Linked DNA regions of Sus scrofa: region 1 is linked to region 2. Evidence: chromatin contacts called from public promoter capture Hi-C data. All regions are on one chromosome and are shown on one strand. The core of a region is the stretch at or near the end of the contact, and the rest is flanking DNA. Distances in the headings are between cores, read along the strand shown. Region 1 holds the start of ZNF639 (zinc finger protein 639). Region 2 holds the start of TBL1XR1 (F-box-like/WD repeat-containing protein TBL1XR1).

Evidence for each region. Promoter capture Hi-C pulls out the DNA fragments that hold promoters and counts their contacts.
Region 1: a contact with region 2 is called in a promoter capture Hi-C map of fetal liver, with 4 times the contacts expected there. The contact joins the promoter of ZNF639 here to the promoter of TBL1XR1 in region 2. A contact is called at or near these places in 1 of 5 promoter capture datasets (fetal liver) and 1 of 2 datasets of contacts at active chromatin or transcription factors (alveolar macrophages).

Annotation. Positions count from the first base shown.
Region 1 is chr13:117,366,749-117,373,753 of Sscrofa11.1, forward strand. It overlaps ZNF639 (zinc finger protein 639), which reads left to right and starts at 3,794. Exons shown (of 7, transcript NM_001244656.1): 1 at 3,794-3,817; 2 at 3,882-3,964. It overlaps KCNMB3 (calcium-activated potassium channel subunit beta-3), which reads right to left and starts at 3,558. Exons shown (of 4, transcript XM_021069862.1): 1 at 2,532-3,558.
Region 2 is chr13:115,485,047-115,492,014 of Sscrofa11.1, forward strand. TBL1XR1 (F-box-like/WD repeat-containing protein TBL1XR1) reads right to left here and starts at 3,182. Exons shown (of 16, transcript XM_021071196.1): 1 at 2,902-3,182. LOC106505748 (a long non-coding RNA gene) reads left to right here and starts at 2,516. Exons shown (of 8, transcript XR_002338112.1): 1 at 2,516-2,623.

The DNA of each region.
Region 1 (7,005 bases), core at 2,544-5,043, 1.9 Mb after region 2:
CCAAATGGATACAACACTTGTCCTTCATTCCCAGATGCTATAAAGTCAATACTCTAGAAAATGAAAAGCACCACACACTGTAGAAGGTATCATTAACATTCTAATAAAGAAGCCTAAAGTCCATTTTTTATTCATTCATTGATTCATTCAAGGAAAAAATAAAGACTAATAGCAATTGAAAATTGAGCAGGAGTTCCAGTCATGGCTAAGTGGTTAACAAATCCGATTAGGAACCATGAGGTTGCGGGTTCAATCCCTGGCCTTGCTGAGTGGTTTAAGGATCCGGCGTTGCTGTGAGCTGTGGTGTGGGTCACAGACTCGGCTTGGATCCCGCGTTGCTGTGGCTGTGGCGTAGGCAGGCAGCTACAGCTCCAATTCGACCCCTAGTCTGGGAACCACCATATGCTGCGGGTGCGGCCCTAGAAAAAGGCAAAAAGACAAAAAAAAGAAAAAAGAAAAGAAAAGAAAATTGAGCACTGAGTGAAAGAGTTTTATAGCCAAGCAGAGTCTAGGTGGACACCCAAAGATGAGGTCGGGGAAAGGAGAAATGCGGGGAGTCTTTTAAAGCCAAAAGACTGTCTCTGTTTCATTCTGAGGAGGCAAAGTGTGTGAGTGGGTTGACTGGCTGGCTAGATATGAGCTTGCAGATTTTGCAAGCCCTGGACTGGCTGCTTGGAAGACCTCTGCTGCATAGGAAGCTCAGAATCATGGAATTCAGATGTCTCAGTTGGGGATGTGAGACTATGGCATGCAGCTGCTCCATGTCTGAGGCAGGACTATAGCCCAGTTAGGTCTACACTAGTGTCATCAAGCTAGGTGGCCAAGACAGAGTTTATCAATTCACTCAAGCTGAACCTCTAGATTCTTTACCTGTTCCATCCTCCTTAGACGAAGCTAGGTGCCTATCATGAGCTTCTGCATACTCTTTACTTACTTTATATGTGTTTAGTCATCACATTCCAGTGCTCTTTAATTGCCTATCTTCTCTACTGTACTGTAAGGACCAGAAAAACAAGCACCAGGTCCACCTTGCTCATACTATATCCCTAGCACCTAGTACAGTGCTGGACATAAGATAGACATGCAATGAATATTTTATTGAGGCCTATGCAAGACACTGTGCTAAGCAGGGAGTTGGAACAGACTAGAATAAAACCAGATTTCAATGTCTGTGTAAAGACAATATGATAAACAGGGGGTGGAGCCCAATTTTGTGAGAACATAATTTTATGCAAATTGAAGAGACCAATTTAGGAAAAATGAAATTATGAATACAAAATTAAGTACCTTATCTTAGGAGAGGTTCATGCAATTGAGGGGACTTGAAGCTTAAAGCTTAACTATCTATCTCCACAATAAACGCATCTTTGATAATAAGTAGACCAAGGCACTAAATACTGCAAAATCTCTGAAGAGTGATCAAGATCTATGCTAAGGAAAACCAAAGATTTCATAGAAGAGATAAAGTGTCAGCTTGATCTTAGGATAGAAACAAAGGAATGGGATTGCAGGTGTAAGAAATTATGCTGAAACACAGATGAGAAAGAGCCAGAGCTATCTGTAGAATGTGGAGAAGTATTGTACTGTTTGGCCAATATGAGGTCGGTGGGGAAAGCCTTAAGCTTGTGGTTCTTAAAACTGTGATCCTGAGCCAGCAACATCAGCATCACCTGAGAACTTGTTAGAAATACCGCTGCTCCAGTTCCACCCCAGACTTATCCAATGACAAACTCCGGAGATAGAGCACAGACCTTTATATTTTAACAATCACCTCTCAGTCAATCTGGTGCAGTTAAAGCTTGCAAATGAATGCCTTACGAGGTTATTTGAGCATCAGATGAAGCAATTTTATTCTCACAATTTTAATTTCAGGCTGTTATACAAGATGGAGAGAAATAAGAAAAAAGACTATGATAGAGAGAAAAAGTCATCTTATATCCCAAAACAAATTACAGATCAACTAAAAAGTAAAAGTAAAAAAATGCAACTAGATATTGGGTAGAATAAAAGATTATTTCGGCATAAGGCCAACAACAGAACCTGTAAAGGAAAAGATTAATAGACTTGATTGCACGACAATTTTAAATGTTTAAGCCATTAACAAAATTAAAAATTAGAAACAACAAACTGGAAAGAAATATATACAACATATATCTCAGATAAAACGCTAAAAACCTCATTTTTTAAATAAGGATAAACAGCCTGGGGAAAAAAAATGAGCAAAGGATATAAACTCAAAATTCACAAAAGAAATACAAATAGTCAAGAATGGAGTAAATATTCAAGTTCATAAAAAACAAGTGTTTTGACTTTTGGCAAATTATGCTCAGAAATTGAGACTGTCTTCGCCAGTAATTTATTTAACACAGGTTCACTTCAGGAGTTACAGTAATATTTCACTGGATAATGTCTCTTAAAAAGCCAAAAAAAACCAAAAAAAAAACCCTACTCCAAACCGGTGATAAATTACAATATTGTTTCAGATGGAGGAGAGGTGAAAGAAATAAAAGCTAAATTTAGTTGAGGTGTACCTTTTCTACTAGTTGGTTCTCAGAAGAGTCGGCTTAGCCAACCAAGAGCTGATGTCCAGCTGCCAGCACAAATCAAAAGTCCCATGCAGCCAGAGCACGACGGTAGTTAAACGAAGGCATTGGCGCTGGCAGGCAAAATGATCTCCTTCCCAAGATCCGCGCATGGTTTTCACCACTGCTGGCAAAGCCTTAAAAAATGGCTCCCTAACGCCCCCTTGTGGCTATCACCTCAGCAGATGAAGAGAGCCTGACTACCTCAGAGGAGGGAAGGATACACAAGGTTCTTTACAAATTCCACAAACTTGGCAATTCCGTGCCGGATATAAACTATACTAGGATTAAAAGATGCCTCTAAATCTCTTCGTCTTTGGTTCGGGCCATGCCAGCATTCGTAAATATTCGTTTATTTGGGCTGAGCACACACATGAAAGTTATGAGACAGTAAAAATTAAGTATCCCAAACTGGTCTCTTTCAAGTATGGCTTTATATCCTGGGAGATAGTTGAAGGGATCAGTGAGATCTATGATTATTTCGTTACGGTGGCTGCTTGGTTAATATGTGGTAGTCAGAAAAAGCACAGTGGATGAGCGGATAAAAAGACAGATTGACCTTGGGCACACAATAATGCCTATGGGCTTCATCATTCACTTAATTATCTGAACCGGTACAGAAGCTACAAAAATGAATAAAACCTAGTCTCTTACCCTCACAAACTCACTTTACCAATTGCGAATTGGAGCTAACCTCAACTCCTTGTCAAAAAAAATTAAACATGTGACCACACCCCGTTCACAAGTTTATTTATGCTTAATTTAATCCTCTCTACATCTGCTCCTAGAAACCCAAGGTCGGAAAAGGAGTTTAATCCAGTCCACTATAATTTCACATTCATTCCACCAAGATTTTTTGTCAGGGAATCCCGCTAAAGCCTAACAATGACTCTCTATCTTTTAAGAGTTTCACCCTCTAGTTCCGTGGACAGCTGCCCTTTTCGTCCCCAACAGGCGGCGGCCCCACGCATTGCCTAACCCGAGCAAGACCTTTCTCGCACGTCCCCTGGAGGAGCTGGGTGGGAAAAGGGCGGCTGGCGCGCTTAGCTTCTCCCACTTCTTCCGGAAGGGAGGGAGGGCTGGTGGCAAACTGGCCTAAGTTCCTTCGGCAGGGCGGCGGGGAGCAATTGTAGAGGGTGGAATCACTCGCCTGTTTCGGGAGGGGCGGTCCCTCGCCCAGAAGGGACGTGCAGAGGCGCGGAGGTGCCTGCAGGGGGCGCGGGCCGCCGGGCCACCCCTGGGGCTGGAGGCCGGTGGTCCCTCCCAGGCCGGTTATGTACTGCAGCCACGCCGCCGGATCCCCGGCCCTGACTCTCACCTAGTCACCTCCCCTCCCTCTCTGCGGACCTGGGAGGTGTGCGGCGCAGGCGCGGAGCGAGGCGGTGAGTGCGGCCTCTGAGCTAGGCCCGGGGCCTAGCGGGCTGGGCGTAGGGCGCGCGGGGAGGGAGTGGGGCCAGCCCCGCTGAGCGCCCGGGAGCGCGAGGGCCGGAGCGGCGCTGCCCGCGGGCAGGGCCGCGCGGCCTCTCCGCCCGCCCTCGGGCGCCTGGGCTGCCGCCGCCTCGGAGCTGCGCCTGGGATGGCTAGGCGGGCCTAGGGCACTGGTGAGTGTGAGGGCGGAGCGGGCCGATCGGGTGCAGCTTCCTGCGGGAGAGAGCAGGGAAGACCGGATGGCGTCTTTTAAACTGAAATCCTGCTTTCGTTTTCTGGCGGGATGGCGCTCCCCTCCCCCATTCCGAAGGCAGTTCCACCCCCTGCGAAGACTGCCTCTGCCCCCCGCGGCTTTTTTCTGAACGCTGACTTTGGGGTCGGGGCTTGGGAAGCCCCGCTAGTCGCCGGGCTGCGGTGGGGCGGGTGCGTGGCGCGGAGATGGAGACGGCTGCGTCCCGGTGGTTCTTGCGCGGCCCCTCCGGGCGTCTGGCCCCAAACGCCACGCTGGCCCTCAGGCCTTGCTGGGTGGCATCTTGACCCTCCGGCGGCGCATCCTGTGCACGCACGGAGAACCGCAACCTTCAGGCGAAGGTCCCGGCTCTACGTCTCCAGCCAGTAGTCTAAGCCACTTGTTAGGGTGCCTATAACCCCTTTTGGTTTTGTTTTTCAGTACAACCTAGGGACACGAGTTATTTGAAGCAGGTTATTTCTTAGCAAAGAGAAAAGCAAGAACGGACACTAAGTTGGATATATAGCGGGCACTAGTTCAAGTTTTCCTGTCGCATTTTTTTTATTTTCATTTCTTTTAAAAATCTGGAAAATATATGCTTGTTTCAAAATGAGGGTAGAAAAGAACATGCTTTTAAAACTCTTTAGGGTAAATCTGTAGGGTTTTTTTTTTATTGTAAATGCTTGTCTTATGTTTATACCAAATAGGAAGAGAATATTTACATTGCACGAAAGGCTTCAGAAAGGTTGAACTATTTAAGTGGTGACTGCCTGTTATCTGTAGTGTGTTTTGTATGCAGACGTTCTTATTGTTGAAAAAAAATGACAGATGGAAAGATGCTGACAAGTGTTTTGTAAGTTACTTTTTAAAAAAATGAATGTTTTGGATGGCATGGTCTCCTTTTGTAAATGTAAAATATATATGAATACTGTAACATGAGAAAATGTCTTGACATCTACACAAAGTGTTAACAGTGGTTTTTCTGGATGAATACATCCTAAGGATTTGATTAATTTTACTTCAGTGACATATATTACACCTGTTGTTTTGAAGTGAGTAAGGTGGGACTTGAATGAAAAGTATATTCAGAATCTTCCCAATGAAAGAAGGAGAAGTGAGCAAATGTTTACATGACATCTTAAGTGAAAAGCCAAACTTCTTTATCTGGGCAGTCATACATATCAAAGGCACCTAAACACATTTGCTGAGATGAAGGATTTTTGGTTTTGAGCAAGCATTTTACCATCTGGCTTAAAGGAGGTCAGCCGGAAATAGGAGTCAAACATTTCGTGATCATGGTGATCCTATTCCTTTCACCTGACAGTCTGAATCCATACCAACTTGCAACATTAATTTTAATGCCATTCTTGGTTTCCTTTTCTTGCTTTTTTGAAAGAGTTTGAAGTGTTTCGCATGCTTGGCTGACAGTTTTCAGTGTTCTCTCTGATGCTTGTAGAATATTTAGAACATGAAGTATAAAGCTTTTTAAATTCTGGAAGTGTGCAAAAGAGGCATTAGGAATAAGTCTTGAGATTTTGATTTATTGCATAAATTTGAAAACAGCTTTATTTTTTGATTTTTTTAAAATGCAGTTAATGGGAGTGGGCTCAAGAAATGCTGTTTGTGTTGTTAGGTGAGGCATTATATATAAATTGATACCATTTCTGTAAATATCATGGTTGTCAGCTTCTTTGGGTGATTCCATTCTCCTCCTCCCAGTTGGTGGCTGTGTAAGAACTGTAAGCAGGACGTGACTTGCTAGGAGCAGTGATTAGCAAAGAAGATGTACGCAGTTAGTTGTTCAAAACCTGGGAGTCAGAAGACTTGTTTTTTCATTGCTGGTTCTGCTACTTAGTTGACTTGACTTTCACTGAGTTTGTTTCCTTATCAGCAAAATTGGGGTAGGTTTGATAGTAGCCCTTCTTCATAGGATTGTTGTGAAGATCACATAAGGATGAGTTCCCATTATGGCTCAGCAGTAACAAACCCAACTAGTGTCCACAAAGATGCAAGTTCGATTCCTGGCCCCGTTCAGTGGGTTAAGGATTCAGGTTCACAGATTCGCCGTAAGCTGGGGTGTAGGTCACAGACGTGGCCTGGATCTGGTGTGCCTGTGGCTGTTGCATAAGCTGGCAGCTGCAGCTCTGATTCGACCCCTAGCCTGAGAACTTCCATATTCCTTGGGCGCACCCCTAAAAAAAAGATCAAATAAGGAAAATGCACAATAAACTCAACAGCACTCTTAAGTGTATGAGCATATCACGTGTAGTGCTGACATACCTAGAATTTAGTGAAGCAGCAAAAATAGTATGTGTACCTCAGGTTCCTTTCCACTAGAAATGAGATGATCTTGGTTTTAGTAATGATGCCAAGTTGTACCTGCTATGTACATATTTCACCTTAGTGATAAGAAAAGCAGCTTATAAACCTGGTAGAGAAAACTTCACAATGCATTTCTTTTTCTGATGTTCCTTACTTTCCCATTGCTGCTGTGGAAAGAGCATTAATCTGAAACGGAGGTGGTGTCTGATTCTGACACCTATCTGTAACTTGATCACTTTATCTCCCTATTTATTTCCACAACTAAAATAAAGGGATTGAAAGCATGGACCTCAAAGTTGGTTAGGTCTTTATTCAAATCCCAATTCTGTCACTTATTAAGTATTCCCCTGATGTAAGTTTAGTCTTCAGTTTCCTCATTGGGTAACAAAGGGTATATAATAGCAATTTTGAGAGAGAGTTGTGGATTTTGCAAATTACAGGATT
Region 2 (6,968 bases), core at 1,932-4,431:
AGCCCTTCAATACTATGTATATTTATAACTGTCTCAATGTTAGCTGCTTTCTTCTTTTGCATTTCATTGACTTATACTTTAAATGTCATTTATGAAATGAGTCAAATTCTATGTACTAGAAAAATACAAAGTCCCAGACAGTGCCAATATTTTTGCCGTCCTCTCCTCTGACTTCCTTACTAGTCACATTCTTCTCAATTCTTTTTATATAAATAACACAGAAACTGAACAAACCCAACAAATTATTTATACTAACTTCATCAAAATGCATCAAGTCAAAAATTCTTTGTAGTAATAATTGCTGGAGTAAATTGGAGGAGGAGTCCTGTCAGCTACTTATTTGATAAAGTGGTACTTATATTTCACTGCCATATAAAAACCGATTATTCATTCAACAGGTTGCCATTCAAAAGGTCCATCAGTCATATTTCTATTTACCAGTAACCCCTGTGTGTTAAGCTTCTACCCCATCTGCTTGATAGGCCCCCAGTACAGAGGAAGCAGTGATCTCTTGGTAGGAATGTATCACAGTAATCATGACAAATCTTAATTTGATATTGAGATGTTGAGAATACGTAAAAGTTATTAAATATTTAACACTTCTTTGAAGCAACCAATTAAAAAATACAACCTTCAAAAGGGGCCATTCCATTTACCAAGGGTGTCTCCCATATTAATAACCAAAGTTGATATATGCTGGAAGAAAAATCATAAACTGGTGATGAGCTATGAAACAATTTTTATGCCATTAGTAAGTCCCTTAATTAAGTTCCTTAACAATAAAAAAAAAAAAAAACTTTTTTCAATGTGCATACTATTTTCATCCCCCACACAGCTTAGTATTTTGTCCTCTAGGTCTGATTTTAACTACTCAAATGGCAAAAAATAGTAATTATCTATGTATGGACTTAATGGTTATGATTACATATATCACACAGTACATGACAGCAGAAATGGACAAAACATCATATTCCAAAGAAGCAGAAAAACCTGATTTAAGAGCAAAAAGTATAAACAGGAATCACGAGCCTAACCACTCTCAGGCCTATTCTCCTTCTGCTGCCCCTCCTCCACAGGTAAATGCTAACTATTTCTAGAACGTGCTCAATGATAATTTCCGAAACTTGCTTGCCATGAACTCCCACGATACAACCCTACACACTGTTTTCATGGAGACAAAGCTGCCCTATTTCCCTAGACTATAAACTTGTTATAAATGGTGAGAACATACAGTCCCAGTAAGTCAAGATTACAAAAATACACCAAGCAACATGGATCTTATTTAACAAAAATGAAAATAAACCACATTGGGAAAACAAAAAAGTCACCCATTGTACTTCCAATGTGTAACCAAGATATATATTACAATTTCTTTAGGTAAGTAAATGAAAACACCACCAGGGCCTTATATCCGATAAAGGAGTCTTTAAGAAAAACGGGGGAAGGGGGGGTGATTATATGGGGGAGGGGAAATCAAACCATTCCGACTAAAAATAACCCATCATTTCACCCACCATATTTTATTAACAAGCTTGTTTAGATTAGCATAAGGGTCTTGTTTGGAAAACAAGAAAGCCAATAGTCAACTTCCCTCAGTCAACTGTAAAATCACATATGTACTAAAACTCTTCACCTTGGTGCCTGCACAGTACACGGTTTTAAGTAAACTCCGGACACTGAGAAAGAGCAAGTTTTAAACTAGGTTCCAACACTTTTGTAAATTTTAATCACCAAATTATTTTCGACAATGTTATTAGATAACCTAAAAACGGGAGGGTTTTTTAAGAGCCATTACAACCAAAATTTCACGTGAAACACCATTTTCACAAACCTAAATTTATTCTCGGTTGCCACTGCAAAGTGATGCCTGTTTGAGCAAATTAGGAACTTCCAAAAATACTGAACACGTTAACACATGCATGGCTTCCCTTGAACTGCCATTTCAGATTAATATTTCACTTAAATAAAAGTCTGTTTCTGTTCAAAAAATGACATCGGTTGCAAAGAGGAAGTTACCAAGAAACCACCCTCACAACGTGGCCTTTACACTGTCAGAAAATAATGTGACTCTGAGCCACCCAAAACTTACCAGGAAGCTGGCAATAACTTTGCCAATTCTACACTTCTGAACCCAACTTCAAAGTGGCTCTATCAAATATCTTCTCCAGACGATAAAAAGCACTAAGTTACAAACAAACACGTCCAGGAGTGCGGCCCCGCCGCCGCGCGCCCCTCCCCCGCCCGCGCCCCCGCCCGGGACGCACGGCCCTAACAGCCACCCGCAGCCCCCCGCACGCCGGCCGGGGTCGCCGCGCCTGGGCCCGGGCCGCGCCGGGGGAGGGGAGCGGATTTCCATTGCTGCCTAAGGTTTAACAAAATAACACGCACAGTAGAGATCCCTCTCCCCTGCTAAAAATAGGCTATAAAGGAGTCGGCCTCATGATGGCTCCTTGATTCAATTTGCTGCACATTCCTTCCTGAAAGCCTCCCCCTATACAACACACACACACACACACACACACACACACACACACTCACACACAAAGGGGGTGTAAACGGATGAAGGGTGGAAGATGGGGAGAAGGCCGAGGTGCACATTTTCGGGGACAACAGCATAATAAGGGTGAGGATCCCCCGGGACCAGGAAAGGGTAGGGGGTGGGCAGGCACGTGAGCATTTCAAAGAAGCCTGAGAGAGCTAAAAGGGGGGATGGGGCACCCTAAATGCCTTTCCTTTCTCTCCCTCCCCCACCAAACCCCCAGCTCCCCGAAGGGCCAAGTTGAAAATGCACGTTCCACTTGAGCCCATCCCCCCGCCGGCCGGCGCCCCCGAACTACCTCCGCCCGCGCCCCCCGCCCCGGCCCGCAGCCCCCACCCCGGGGTCCGGCCCCCGGCGCTTACCTGGAAACGGTGGCCTCCGACGCGCTCCCCCCTCCCGGGAATGGAGGCACAAGGAAATTCCCCTCGTCGCCGCCGCCGCCGCCTCCAACCACCCCCAAAATAACCCCTCCGGGGGGTGAGAGGCAATTATAACCCCGGCAAGCGGAGGGCGCGGGGGATGGGCGCCGGGCGGGCGGGGGCGGGGAGCGCGGCGCGGGTCCCCAGGTGGCGAGCGGAGGTGCTCCCGCCGCGGGGGGAGGGGCGGGGGCGCACGCGGCCGGCGGCGGGGGGAGGCGGCGCGCGGGGGAAGGGCGCGAGCGGGGAGAGGAATTGAGGCAGAAGGTAAAAGCTGTTACTAAGGGAAAGAGCCAAACGGTTCGGAGCAGCCAACGGCTCAGACACTCAACACTGGGGAGAGAGGAATGGGGACCAGCCAGGCACAAATGAGCTCGCGAGGCCCGCGGCGGCGGCGGCGGCGGCGGCGGCGGCGGCCGCGCAGCAAAACAAACCCGAGCGGCCTGCGCCGGGCGGGCGCGCGGGGAGGGGCCGGCGGGGGAGGGGCGCCGCGGACGCGGGGAGGCGGTGGCGGCGCGGCTAGGGGGGCCTCTGCTGGCCCCGCTCCTCTCCCCGCCCGCCCGGGGCGGTGGCGCTGGGGGGGCTGGGCGGGTTCGGCGCAGCCTTTTAAAAAGAAAGAAAGACCCGCAGGCGCCCCGAGGCGCCACCGGGCCCGGACCGCCCCGCCCCCACCGCGGCGCGCGGCCGGGTGCGGAGAGGCCTGGGTGTTGGCCGCGCGGCTCAAGGCCCTGTGGGGGCGGGGATGCTCGCGCCGTCGCGAGGGGGGCATTGCTGGTAAACTTTCCTGGGTAGGCCGGCGTGGCCCCCGGGCACCCGGACGGCGCGGTGCGGCAGGTGGGCCATAACGCACGCAGGGAGCGTGTGCGGAGAGTACGGCGCAGGCATCATATGGACATGTGTTTGTGAGAAGATCTGCACGCACCTTTGTGTGCATAAATACATATGTTTCTCGGAAGCGTACCTGGAAAGGTGCTTTATCTGTAATAAGCGATTCTCAAAATGTAATCCAGAGCACAGGAACTGTACAGAAAACACGCACACAAGAAAAGGGTTTTGATACTAAACACAAAGCTGTAATTGAAGTGTTTATGCCCAAATGTACAGTGAATTAAACATATGGTGGTATTTATCGTCTGGTGGGTCTGTTTGAAAGGTTTGGTCGATCAATTCGCTTTTCACAAAAATAAAATAATGTAACTAAATGTTTACTAAATACATACTTCTAAGGCAGCATCGGCAGTACAAGTTTATCCACTTTGTGTACTTTTGCATGTGTGTAGCATATCAAGGCGGTTTATACAGTGTAACTTAGATGAGTGATGATGTGACAATATGAGAAAGGGAATGCAAGGGGTTATTTAAAAAAAGGGAAGCAAGCCACATTTTTTTTTTTAAACAAATGCGTTTATCTTTCTAAAGTCCTCAAAATCAGGGCTTGGGGTCTTCTAAGACCTTTGTATGAGCCTAGTGTATAACAAGCAGCTTACTCTTAAGATTAGGCCTAGAAGAAACCTTTTTATTGTTACTTTCGGTTATTCCTGTCTTTAAAGTAAAATAACATTTTCACAGCCTTTTTAGGTGAGGTGTTCTGTTTTCGTACTTTAATCACAATATTTGGAAATTGGTGTAGTCATTATTTTAAAGCAATAGTCTTTTTCTCTCAGTATCAGAGACCTAAATTTTCATACTTAAAAAAAAAGTTCATTCCAAGTAACTTTTACACATCTGGACTCTGGGTGGCCTAATAAGCTCAGTGATGAGACAGGTGTTTTTTTTTTGAGCAAAGTCAAAGGCTCCTGCCCCTGATGAGCCCTTTTTTTTTTTTTTTTTTTTTTTTTTTTTTTTTTTTTTTTTTTTTTTTTTTTTGATGAGCCCTTGAAAGAGGGTGGGGAGAAGCCAGAGGCCCTTTCAAGCCATGTATTGGGATGGTGGGGTGGCAAGGAAAATCATCAGAGGAAAGGGAGTGAGATTGGAAACCTCCTCCCAAGCACCAGAAAGAGAGTTCAAAGCATCTTGGTGGTTTGTCCTTAGAGCTGTTTTCATATTTGAAAGAGGGAATGTCAGATTAAACAATGTCACCTGATGGGAATTTAGATAACTGCAGGTTTCCAAAACACTGTTGAGTGTTCAGGGAAACAGCACAAAGAGGGTGAGTCTTACCTTTCAGTAAGATTCTAAAGCTCAGGCTTATTTACTGCAGAACTAGCACCTTTTCAAAGACTTTCCAGAACCAATAAAACATTGTATCTTCCTTCAATATATTTAAGCACTGATTAATTACATATGTAAGTCACTAAGCATAATCCTCTTCAATTAGTAAGCTATCTCAGTAAAACTAAGGTTCATTATCTGAGCCACACAATGAAACAAATGTATTGGCTTAGCTCATTTTTAAAGATTAACACTGTGTCACCATGGTGGGTCCTGTCCAGGCAGCAAACACTATAAAATCAAACCACTCATCCAGGGTGTGAGGATTTACCAACTACACTGATTCTTAATATGGTAATCTCCAAATCTGGGGCCCCAGACTTAGTTTCCCTCAAAATGACCTTATTCCTTCCCTTCCCAAAGGAGAGCCCATCCTCTCTCCAGTTCATAGGGCCCAGGGCTTCTAGTCTGAAATTCTTATACCCTACTCCATGCTGCCTTCTTTCATAACAGAAATTCCTAAATTGTTATTATCGCAATTATAATAATAATGCATGAATTTGTTTACCTCCTTGTAATTTATAAGGTATTTCTGTGCATAAATGACTTGATTTGCATATCATGATAAGAGTCATCAGGAGTTCCCATGGTGGCTCAGTGGTTAACGAATCCAACTAGGAACCATGAGCTTGCAGGTTCAATCCCTGGCCTTGCTCAGTGGGTTAAGGATCCAGCGTTGTGGTGAGCTGTGGTATAGATCGCAGATGTGGTTCTGGCGTAGGCTGGCTGCTACAGCTCCGATTGGACCCCTAGCCTGGGAACCTCCATTTGCCACGGGTGAGGCCCTAGAAAAGACAAAAAGACCAAAAAAAGAAAAAAAAAAAAGTCATCAAAAGTGGGCACCTGTGCCATAAACTTCTTCCAGTAAAGTACAGCAAAGGAGTTTTAAAGAAGGCCATATTTTGATCACTTCCATTTCTATATTCCAGAACCTATCCGACCTTGTGGCTTCAACATGAAATACTCAGATAAATGAGCTGCCATACAAAGGTCACATGTATCGTTACCCTACCCTCTAGTCATACAGTATACCAGATCAGAGGTCTCACCAAAATGCGAGCAATAGTTAGACACAAGAATGAGGTAAGGACAAAGAAGTAACTATTGTTACTAGTTTGTAGTACTTTGTCCTAATCTAAAAGCTGTCCTTATTCTTTGAATATAAAACATTTGAATATAAATGTTTCTAGAAAGGAGAAATTACTCTCTTACTGAAAAATTTTAAAGCAAAGAGGCACATCATTAAGAAATTTCTCTTCAACTTTCTAGCTAATTACTCAACAAAAACTTCATATCAGTAACTGTTAGCAGAATTTATATGTGTATTATAAAATGACTAAACAAATCTTAACTTGTTTTAAATATTTCAGCAATATTACACTTGGGGGTGTGGTATGGCAAGATAGCCTACACCTTTACAACTTTCATCATTCAGGAAATAGGACATTTTTAAATTAAGGTGGTTTAATTCCAGACCAACAGGATCTTATTACTGTATTTTTAAAGCCACCATGTTTTAAGATGTTTACATTAGCTGATCTATGTAATTAAAATATTCAAAACAAATGTAATAGCATGAAAAATATATTTTGATACCAAAAATATTATCCTGGCACCGTAACTCTTTTTTGTATTCTTACTCACCCAGGAATTCAGTGGCTTTATGTCTGCAGCATTTACCCCCAAGCATCTTGCTAGTACCCTGTGATATGTTTCTGTTTCATTTTGACTTAATTTGTGCAATTCTTTGTCTGTAGTTTTTCCAGCTATCAGTTTTTGCCATCCACACAGATGCACATCTT